Regions from separate parts of the Oryctolagus cuniculus genome. Here region 2 is linked to region 1. A link is a contact called in public Hi-C data. All regions are on one chromosome and are shown on one strand. Each heading gives the region's core, a stretch centred on a gene start, on an enhancer-like site or on the middle of the called end of the contact. The rest is flanking DNA. Distances are from core to core; before and after follow the strand shown.

Region 1 (4,206 bases), core at 37-2,536:
AAACCTCAGCCTCTTCATCTGTATAATGGGACCTAATTCTACTACATTTAATGTGAATAATTAATGATTAGTGTGAATGTTAAGGATTTATGTGAAGATCAAATAAGACCAGGTCTGGGAAAGTGTTTGAAGGCTCTAAAAGACTCCATTTGTGAGCTAGGGTAATTTATGGAAATGCAAATGGGTTTTATTTTCCACTGTGTTTTCCTTGGGCCACCAGCCCTCTGCATTTGCAAGGTAGAAGCAGCTCTTCCCATTTCGTGGGAAGGCTGAAGGTCACTGAAGGTGGGGGTGAGACGGGAGCCTCTTTCAAAGATCAGGGTGGCATTAACAGGAGTGGTTGTGTGGAATGTGGTGGTGCCTGCCCGGACCCCTCTTCAAGACCAAAGTGTTCCCCCACAGCTGCCTCCAGAGGCTGCCTTGGCACAGGCTACGAGGTCTTTCGGGGACTAGTTTGGGCCTAATGACCGATGGCTGCCATTTGAGACAACAGTGAGGAGCCACCCCGCTCCAGCTCTCCAGGTGCGATCAGCTGAGGCTCATACTAGGGAAAACCCAACTTCCCCTATGCGCCCTATCCTCCTTTCCTGATTCTCCCAGAGGCGCTGTCCCGGGAAGCGCTCCTGAAAAATAACCCCCTCCCCCCCCCCCTCCCGCAAATCTTCACCTCTCTAGAACTTCCCCAACAGTAGGAGGAGCCTGGGGGCAGCCTGGGAGTGCTGCATGCCACCCCCAGCTCCCTGGGTGCACCAGGAGGCAGAGGCAAGATTCATAACAGAAGGGCTGCGGGGTGCATATTGGGGGGGGGGGTGGCAGGAGCAGGCTGGGTGGGATGTGGGGGTACTGCACTACCCAAGAGGTAAGACAAAATACTTCTTGATATCTGCGCCTTGCCTTCTCCCTGAAACTCCTCTAGTTTACACGGGTTCGGTGATATCCCCATTGGCCAACAAAGGATGCGTGACTCCGCGAGTGTCATTGCGCACGCATGCGTGTGTTGGGTCTAGAGCAGGGTGCTGGTGTCTCTCCCTGGGTTATGTGTGCTGCACTCTGCAGCTCAGGGCACAATGTTTCTGGAGTCCACGTCCTCGTGTTTCCTTTGGCACGTAAATAAATTCCCAGGGTTGTTGCCAGAACTCAAACAAACAACCCTGACCTCAGCCTGAACTGAAAGGCTGGGGGGATGACCTCAGACAGCCTTTCCTCCCGATTTGAGGTACACGGGCGTTCTGGTGCCGTGACCCAATAGGATCGTGTCTAGAGATACTCGTGTTCTCTAGCCACATGGCCTGAGCTAGAATCTCACAACCAGCCAAGGACGTGGCAGGAATGGTGTGTTATGCAGAGAAAGCTCATTAGCCGGAGATGACTCGTGTGTCGTGGGTCCTTGCCCCACGACCAATGAACACTGGCTCATGAAAGCAGATGCCTGTAAACAAGCCGCATGGGCTCACACGGACAGGCAGACCGTGCAGTCAACGATGGCACTAAAAATCATCGTTGGTAAGTGCTGTCTCCTTGGGTTTCCCCGAGCTCTTACTTGGCTTTCCCACAAGCCTGATTTGGGAAGTGACCCCAGGAGGCGGAAATAAAACTGGAGAGAATGAGACAGAGAAGGGAGAAAAGTGCACACAAATTGTGTTAATGAGCTGGTTACTGCTGCGGGCAACTGGGGCTCCAGCCTGCTGAGTCCTTTGAGGAACCCTGGAGACTTCGGACAGGCACTGCCAGAGGGTGGAGACTGCGGCTTCTAACCACTGATCCCATTGGATGAGCGTGAACCCTGGGCTGGTAACTCCCCTGCACTCTCAGGTCATGCCTGGATTTGGCTCAGTCGCCTTCCACTGTCTTAGAGAAAGCAAATAAAGGAGGGCACCTGGCGTGGGCACCTGCATCCCGTGTCAGAGTCCCCAGGTTCAAGCCCCAGCTCTGCTTCCACTCCAGCTTCCCGTTAAGGCACACCCTGTAGGCAGCAGGTGTTGGCTCAAGTAGTTCAGTCTCCGCCATCCACAAGACAGACCTGGACTGAGTCCTGGGCTCCTGGTTTCAGCCTGACCCAGTCATAGCTGTTACAGATGGAGTATCTCCTCCCTCCCCCTCCCCCTCCCCCTCCCCCTCTCCTTCCCCCCACCCTCTCTCCCTCCCTTTCAAGTAAATACATGAATACAAAGTTAAAGAGAAAAACATTTCTCTGTTTCTACATATGCTTGATCAAAGTGCTGGCAAAGCACATGAGCTGTCCACCGATGATGCACTGAAATCAGATGGGTGGTGGTAACCTAACACAGGACATCGCAAATATCTGTTACAGATGTTTAATAAAAGTATAAATGAACTGCTCCGAGATGGGTGCACACACCCCATTCAGTCTTTGGCTATGATACAAACATGAGCTTTTTGCCCAATATTCTCTCCTTTGGGGGACCACTTCTCTGCCCATTTCATTGCAATTGTGGCTGTTTTGTGTGGCATGCAGAATAACAACAGTCCCTTGAAGATGTATCCATGTTACAGTCCCCAGAACTTATCTTTTTTTTTTTTTTTAATTTTTTTTTTATTTATTTTATTTATTTTTTTTTTTTGACAGGCAGAGTGGACAGTGAGAGAGAGAGACAGAGAGAAAGGTCTTCCTTTTGCCGTTGGTTCACCCTCCAATGGCCGCCGCGGCCGGCGCGCTGCGGCCGGCGCACCGCGCTGATCCGATGGCAGGAGCCAGGAGCCAGGTGCTTTTCCTGGTCTCCCATGGGGTGCAGGGCCCAAGCACCTGGGCCATCCTCCACTGCACTCCCTGGCCACAGCAGAGGGCTGGCCTGGAAGAGGGGCAACCGGGACAGAATCCGGCGCCCCGACCGGGACTAGAACCCGGTGTGCCGGCGCCGCTAGGCGGAGGATTAGCCTAGTGAGCCGCGGCGCCGGCCCTTTTTTTTTTTTTTTTTTTTTTTGAGAACTTATCAATATGTGAGATTACAGGTCCCAACTGCTCCATTTCCAATCCAGCTCCCTGCTAATGTGCCTGGGAAACAACAGAGGATGGCCCAAGTGCTTGAGCCCCTGCTTGGGGGACCTGAAAGAAGCTCATGGCTCCTGACTTTGGCCTGGCCTAGCCCTGACCATTGTAGCCATCTGGGGAGTGAACCAGCAGATGGAAGAGCTCTTTCTCCGTGTCTCTCTAACTCTGCCTTTCAAATAAATAAATCTTAAAAAAAAAAAAAAAGAAAGAAAGAAGAAGAAGATATAAAAGCATGGAAGATGGCTGTCTACAGGTTTTTTTTTTTTTTTTTTTTTAAGATCTTATTTATTGATTGAGAGGTAGAATTACAGATAGAGGGAGAGACAGAGATGAATGTCTTCTATCTGCTGATTCACTCCCCAAATGGCTAGAAACAGTCAGAGCTGAACCAATCAGAAGCCAGGAGCCAAGAGCTTTTCCCAGGTCTCCCACATGGGTGCATGGGCCCAAGCACTTGGGCCATCTTCCACTGCTTTCCCAGGCCATAGCAGAGAGCTGGATCAGAAGTGGAGCAGCCAGGACACAAACCAGTCCCCATTTGGGATGCAGGCCCCTAAGGGTGTGTTTGTGTGTGTGTGTGTGTTTTTTTTTTTTTAAAGGAAAAAATAATGTTTTTTTGAAAGGCAGAGAGTTCTTCTTTTCTGGTTCACTCTCCAAATGCCTTCCATGGCCGAAGGGGTGGAACCAGGAGCCAGGAACACAATCCAGATCTCCCACAAGAGTGGCAGGAAACCGATTTCTTGAGCTATCACCTACCAGTTCCCAGGGTCTGCACTGGCAGGAAGCTGGAGTCAGGAGCTGGAGCCAGGAGTAGAACACATGCACTGTGATGTGAATGAACACAGGAGGTTCAACTCCTGCTCAACACCCACTCCTGTGGGAGGTTATTAGAAGCCTTGCCTGGAAGTCCATTAACCAGAACATAGTCCCATGGCTCCAACTGCAAGGGAGCCTGGGAAACGTGATCCACAGGTCCCAGGAGGAAGAGGAAGGGTTTCAAGGCCAGTTAGAGCGCCTCTGCCTCATAAGCTTCACTGTGAAATCCTTTCCTTTGTAATCTAACTGGCATTTATATTCATGCTGAGGCCGGCGCCACGGCTCACTAGGCTAATCCTCTGCCTTGAGGTGCTGGCACACCGGGTTCTAGTCCTGCTCGGGGCGCCGGATTCTGTCCCGGTTGCCCCTCTTCCAGGCCA
Region 2 (4,206 bases), core at 1,005-3,504, 38 kb before region 1:
CTCCTGGATTCGGATTGGCACAGCACGCCAGTCACAGCACGCCGGCCGTGGTGGCCATTTGGGGGGTGAACCAACGGAAAAAGGAAGACCTTTCTCTCTGTCTCTCTCTCTCTCACTAACTCTGCCTGTAAAAAAAAATAATAATAATAATAATAATAATAATAATTCCAGGGACTAGCATTGTGGCATGGCAGACTAAGCCACTTGCAATACCAGCATTCCATATCACAGTACTGGTTCAAGTCTCAGATGTTCCACTTCCCATCCAGCTTCCTGCTAATGTGCCTGGGAAGGCAGAGGAAGATGACCCAAAGATGACCCAAGTACTTGGGCCCCTGACACTCCTGTGGGCAATCCAGATGGAGATCCTGGCTCCTGCCTTCCAACTGACCCAGACCTAGCTGTTACAGCCAACTGGGGACTGAACCAGTAGATGGAAGATCTCTCTCTCTCTCTCTCTCTCTCTCTCTGTATCTCTGTTACTCTGCCTTTCAAATAAACAAATATTCTTAAAATACAATGCTTAAGAATATATTAAATAAAAGGTACACTGAAAACTAAAAAAGATGCTCAAAATTAAAGACCTAAATGAATGGAAAACCATTGTATGTTCACAGATCTGACAACTTAATGTTTTAAGTCAGCAATATTCCTAAAATGATCACTGCAATTTTTATCAATATCTCAGGGTTTTTTTTTTTTCCCAGAGATTGACAAAACTGTTCCAAAAGTTCAATGGCAGAGCAGGTGTTTGGCACAGTGACCAAGTCGCCACTTGTGGCACCCACATCCCATGATGAAGTGCTTGGTTCAAGTCCCAGCTCCTCTGCTTCCGATACTACTTTCTGCTAATGCACTGAGAGGCAGTAGATGGTGGTTCAAGTATGGGGGTCCCTGCCATTCATGTGGGAGACCCAGATTTATGCTCCAGGTTCCTGGCTTTGGTCTGGTCCTGCCCTGGCTGCCGCAGACTTTTGGGGAGTGAATCAGATGGCAGATGTCTCTGTCTCTCCCCTTCTCTCTGTTGTTCTGCTTTTCAAATAAATAAATCTTTATTTTAAAAAATTCAGTGGAAATGTAAGGGGCCCAAAGTAGCCAAAACAATCTTTAAAACGAACAAACTTAAGAGTCTTATTTTCTGATTTCAAAACCTACTATAAAACTACAGTTACTGTGTGGTACTGGCATGAGGATAGGCTTATAGATCGATGGAACAGAACTAAGTCTAAAGTAAACTCTTACAGTTATGGTCAACTCATTTTCCACAGGGAGCCAAGACGATTTAAAGGAGGGAGGCCAGGCTTTCAACACTGGACAAATGTGTATCTGAGTACAAACACATGAAATGATGCAGGCACTTTGGAAAATAGTTTGGCAGTTCTTCAAAAGGCTAAACACAGAGTTACACTTTGATCTGACAATTCTACTCCTAGGTGTTTGCCGAAGAGAAATTAAAACATATGGCCACAAGATAACTGCACACTCTTAGCTACTTTCTTCATAATAGACAATAAGAGAAAGTAGTCCAAATATCCATTGACTGATTAATAGATAAACAAGATATAGTACATTCATTAATTGAAACAGTTTTCAGTAATAAAGGAATGAAGTTCTGATACTTGCCATTATGACAATTAAAAACATTACCCTCAGAGAAAGGAGCCAGCCACACAATGCATGATTCTGTTTGCCCAAATCGGCAAATCTATACCGACAGAAAATAGATCAGTTGCTGTTTAGCACTGAGGGGTCGTGATGAGCGGACAGTGACCGCTAATGGGTGGGGATTTATTTGGGGTGATGGAAAATATTCTAAAATTGGAAAGGCTGCACAACTCTGTACAAAAACTCACTGGATTTTACATTCTGAATGAGGAAACCTTACAGCATGTGAAGAGAAATTCCTCAAAAAAGCTGTTTAAAAAAAAAAAAGAAGAGGAACGGAATCTAATCCAGACCCAGCGCCTGTGAATTCCGGAGATTCCCCAAAGGGGAAGCTGCAGCGGCCAAGTGCAGGGGCGGAGGGGGCTGAGGAGCCGGCGGGAAATGATCGTGAGCCAGGGGAAGCCGCCATGTCTTCGCTATTCTGAGAGAATGGGACACATCGCAGCGACCTCCTCCCGGCCCCCTTCCCTGGGCACTCCCCAGTCCACTGAAATCTGGCACAGAAAATGCGTCAGGCTACAATTAACACTCACCGCGCTGCCAACAGCAAGAGACCGGAACCGGAAGTGGAGACGCCATCATTGTTTTGGGAAAAGAAAGATTTGAAAAAAAATGTCCCCGGAACCATCCTTGCTGTGGGCAGGCAAGAATAATAGCAAGCAGGCGCGGCCATCTTAACTGAGGGCACTTGCGAGGCCAGTGAAATTTGCGGCCCGTGGTTATTTAGGCAATTTCTAGAGGAGGCTTATTGATAAGTGTGCTTGGTAAGCACCAAAGGAACAGGAAAAATATTTGTAAATATTTTTGAAATTTAAATATTACGTTATAAATACGTTATTATACATAAATATTACATTATAAATAAATTAACAGAGGTTGGAAATATTTTAATATATTTATGCTTCCAGGAAGCTGTTCACAACTGCCAGAACTGAAGTACCACAGAGAAAGGACTGTGGAAAGACAAAACTATAACAACTTTATCTGTGGGGCCCGTGCTGTGGTGTAGTAGGTAAAGCTGCCGCCTTCAGTGCTGGCATTCCATGTGGACACCAGTTCGAGTCCCATCTGCTCCACTTCCATTCCAGCTCTCTGCTATGGCCTGGGAAAGCAGTAGAAGATAGCCCAAGTCCTTAGACCCCTGCACCCATGTGGGAGACCCGGAAGAAGCTCCTGGTTCCTGGCTCCTGGCTCCTGGCTCCAGATTGGCGCAGTTCTGGCCATCTGGTGAATGAACCAGCAGATGAAAGACCTCTCTCTGTCTCTGCCTCTCTTGTAATTCTGCCTTTCAAACAAGTAAATAAATCTTTAAAAAAGAAAAAAAAAAGAAAAAAAAAAACCTTCATCTTGATAAGTAGTGCCCCAAAGCACTAAGCAGAGGAGGTTGGCTTAAAAGACTGAAGAAAATAGGAAAAAAAAAAAAAACAGCAAAATTACTTTCCTTGTGTGTTTAAGACTGTGGGGACTTCCTTATTACACTGACTCAGGTTGACTGGAATTTTCAGTGTCTTGGAGACTGACTCCTTTCCCAAGGGAAGTTTGATTGCTTAGCACTTATCATGAATGGCCCCGTGCTGGTTTGCTCTGATCCCTGGGGTTTAGTGCTGTCAGTGCTTCCAAAACAATGATTTTCCATAAACTTCATTCCACAAGACTGAGGGTTTCTCTTTTTTCCCCATTTCACTACCTTCCTGAAAGAGTCATATATACTGATAGCCTCCTATAGATCCCACATTTGGATTACACCCCAAAATTAGGAGTCTTGCACTTTAGATAACTTTTTTTTTGACAGGTAGAGTTATAGACAGTGAGAGAGAGAGACAGAGAGAAGCGTCTTCCTTCTGTTGGTTCACCCCCCAAATGGCCGCCACGGCTATAGCTATGCCAATCTGAAGCCAGGAGCCAGGTGCTTCCTCCTGGTCTCCCATGCTGGTGCAGGAGCCCAAGCACCTGAGCCATCCTCCACTGCCCTCCTGGGCCACAGCAGAGAGCTGGACTGGAAGAGGAGCAACAAGGACTAGAACCCAGCGCCCATATGGGATGCCGGCCCCACTGGCGGAGGATTAACCAAGTGAGCCACGGCACTGGCCCCTTATTAAAAGATTTATTTATTTATTTATTTGAAAGGCAAAGCAACAAAGAGATTTTTTTTTAAAGATTTATTTATCTGCTTGAGAGGCAGAGTTACAGACAGAGAGAAGGAGAGGCAGAGAGAGGTCTTCCATCTGCTGCTTCACTCCCCAAATGGCTGCAATGTCTGGAGCTGAGCTGATCCAAAGCCAGGAACCAGGAGCTTCTTCCGGGGCTCCTATGCAGGTGCAGGGGCCCAAGCACTTGGGCCACCCTCTACTGTTTTCCAACCACATTAGTAGGGAGTTGAATCACAAGTGGAGCAGCTGGGATTCAAACTGTGCCTATAAGGGATGCTGGCTCTGCAGGTGGCAGCTTTACCCACTACTTCACAGCATCAGCCCAGAGTTATCTTTTTTTTTATGTGGAATTTTAAGTACACCACTCCTGTGCTCTTAGACGAAAGCCCAA

The links. Hi-C and Micro-C count contacts between places; a contact is called where the count stands out from the background.
Region 2: a Hi-C map of liver shows a contact between it and region 1, with 2.5 times the contacts expected there. The contact joins the promoter of SHLD1 here to the enhancer-like site in region 1. A contact is called at or near these places in 2 of 6 Hi-C or Micro-C datasets (liver and psoas muscle).

The regions. Positions count from the first base shown.
Region 1 is chr11:30,615,436-30,619,641 of mOryCun1.1, reverse strand. No RefSeq gene overlaps it. Among named protein-coding and RNA genes, the nearest start is that of SHLD1, 39 kb to the left of the region's middle. Within about 2 kb of position 1,286, at least 1 of the 8 cell types and tissues checked has an H3K27ac peak or open chromatin away from gene starts, as enhancers often do.
Region 2 is chr11:30,654,589-30,658,794 of mOryCun1.1, reverse strand. It overlaps SHLD1 (shieldin complex subunit 1), which reads right to left and starts at 2,254. Exons shown (of 4, transcript XR_011379986.1): 1 at 2,199-2,254.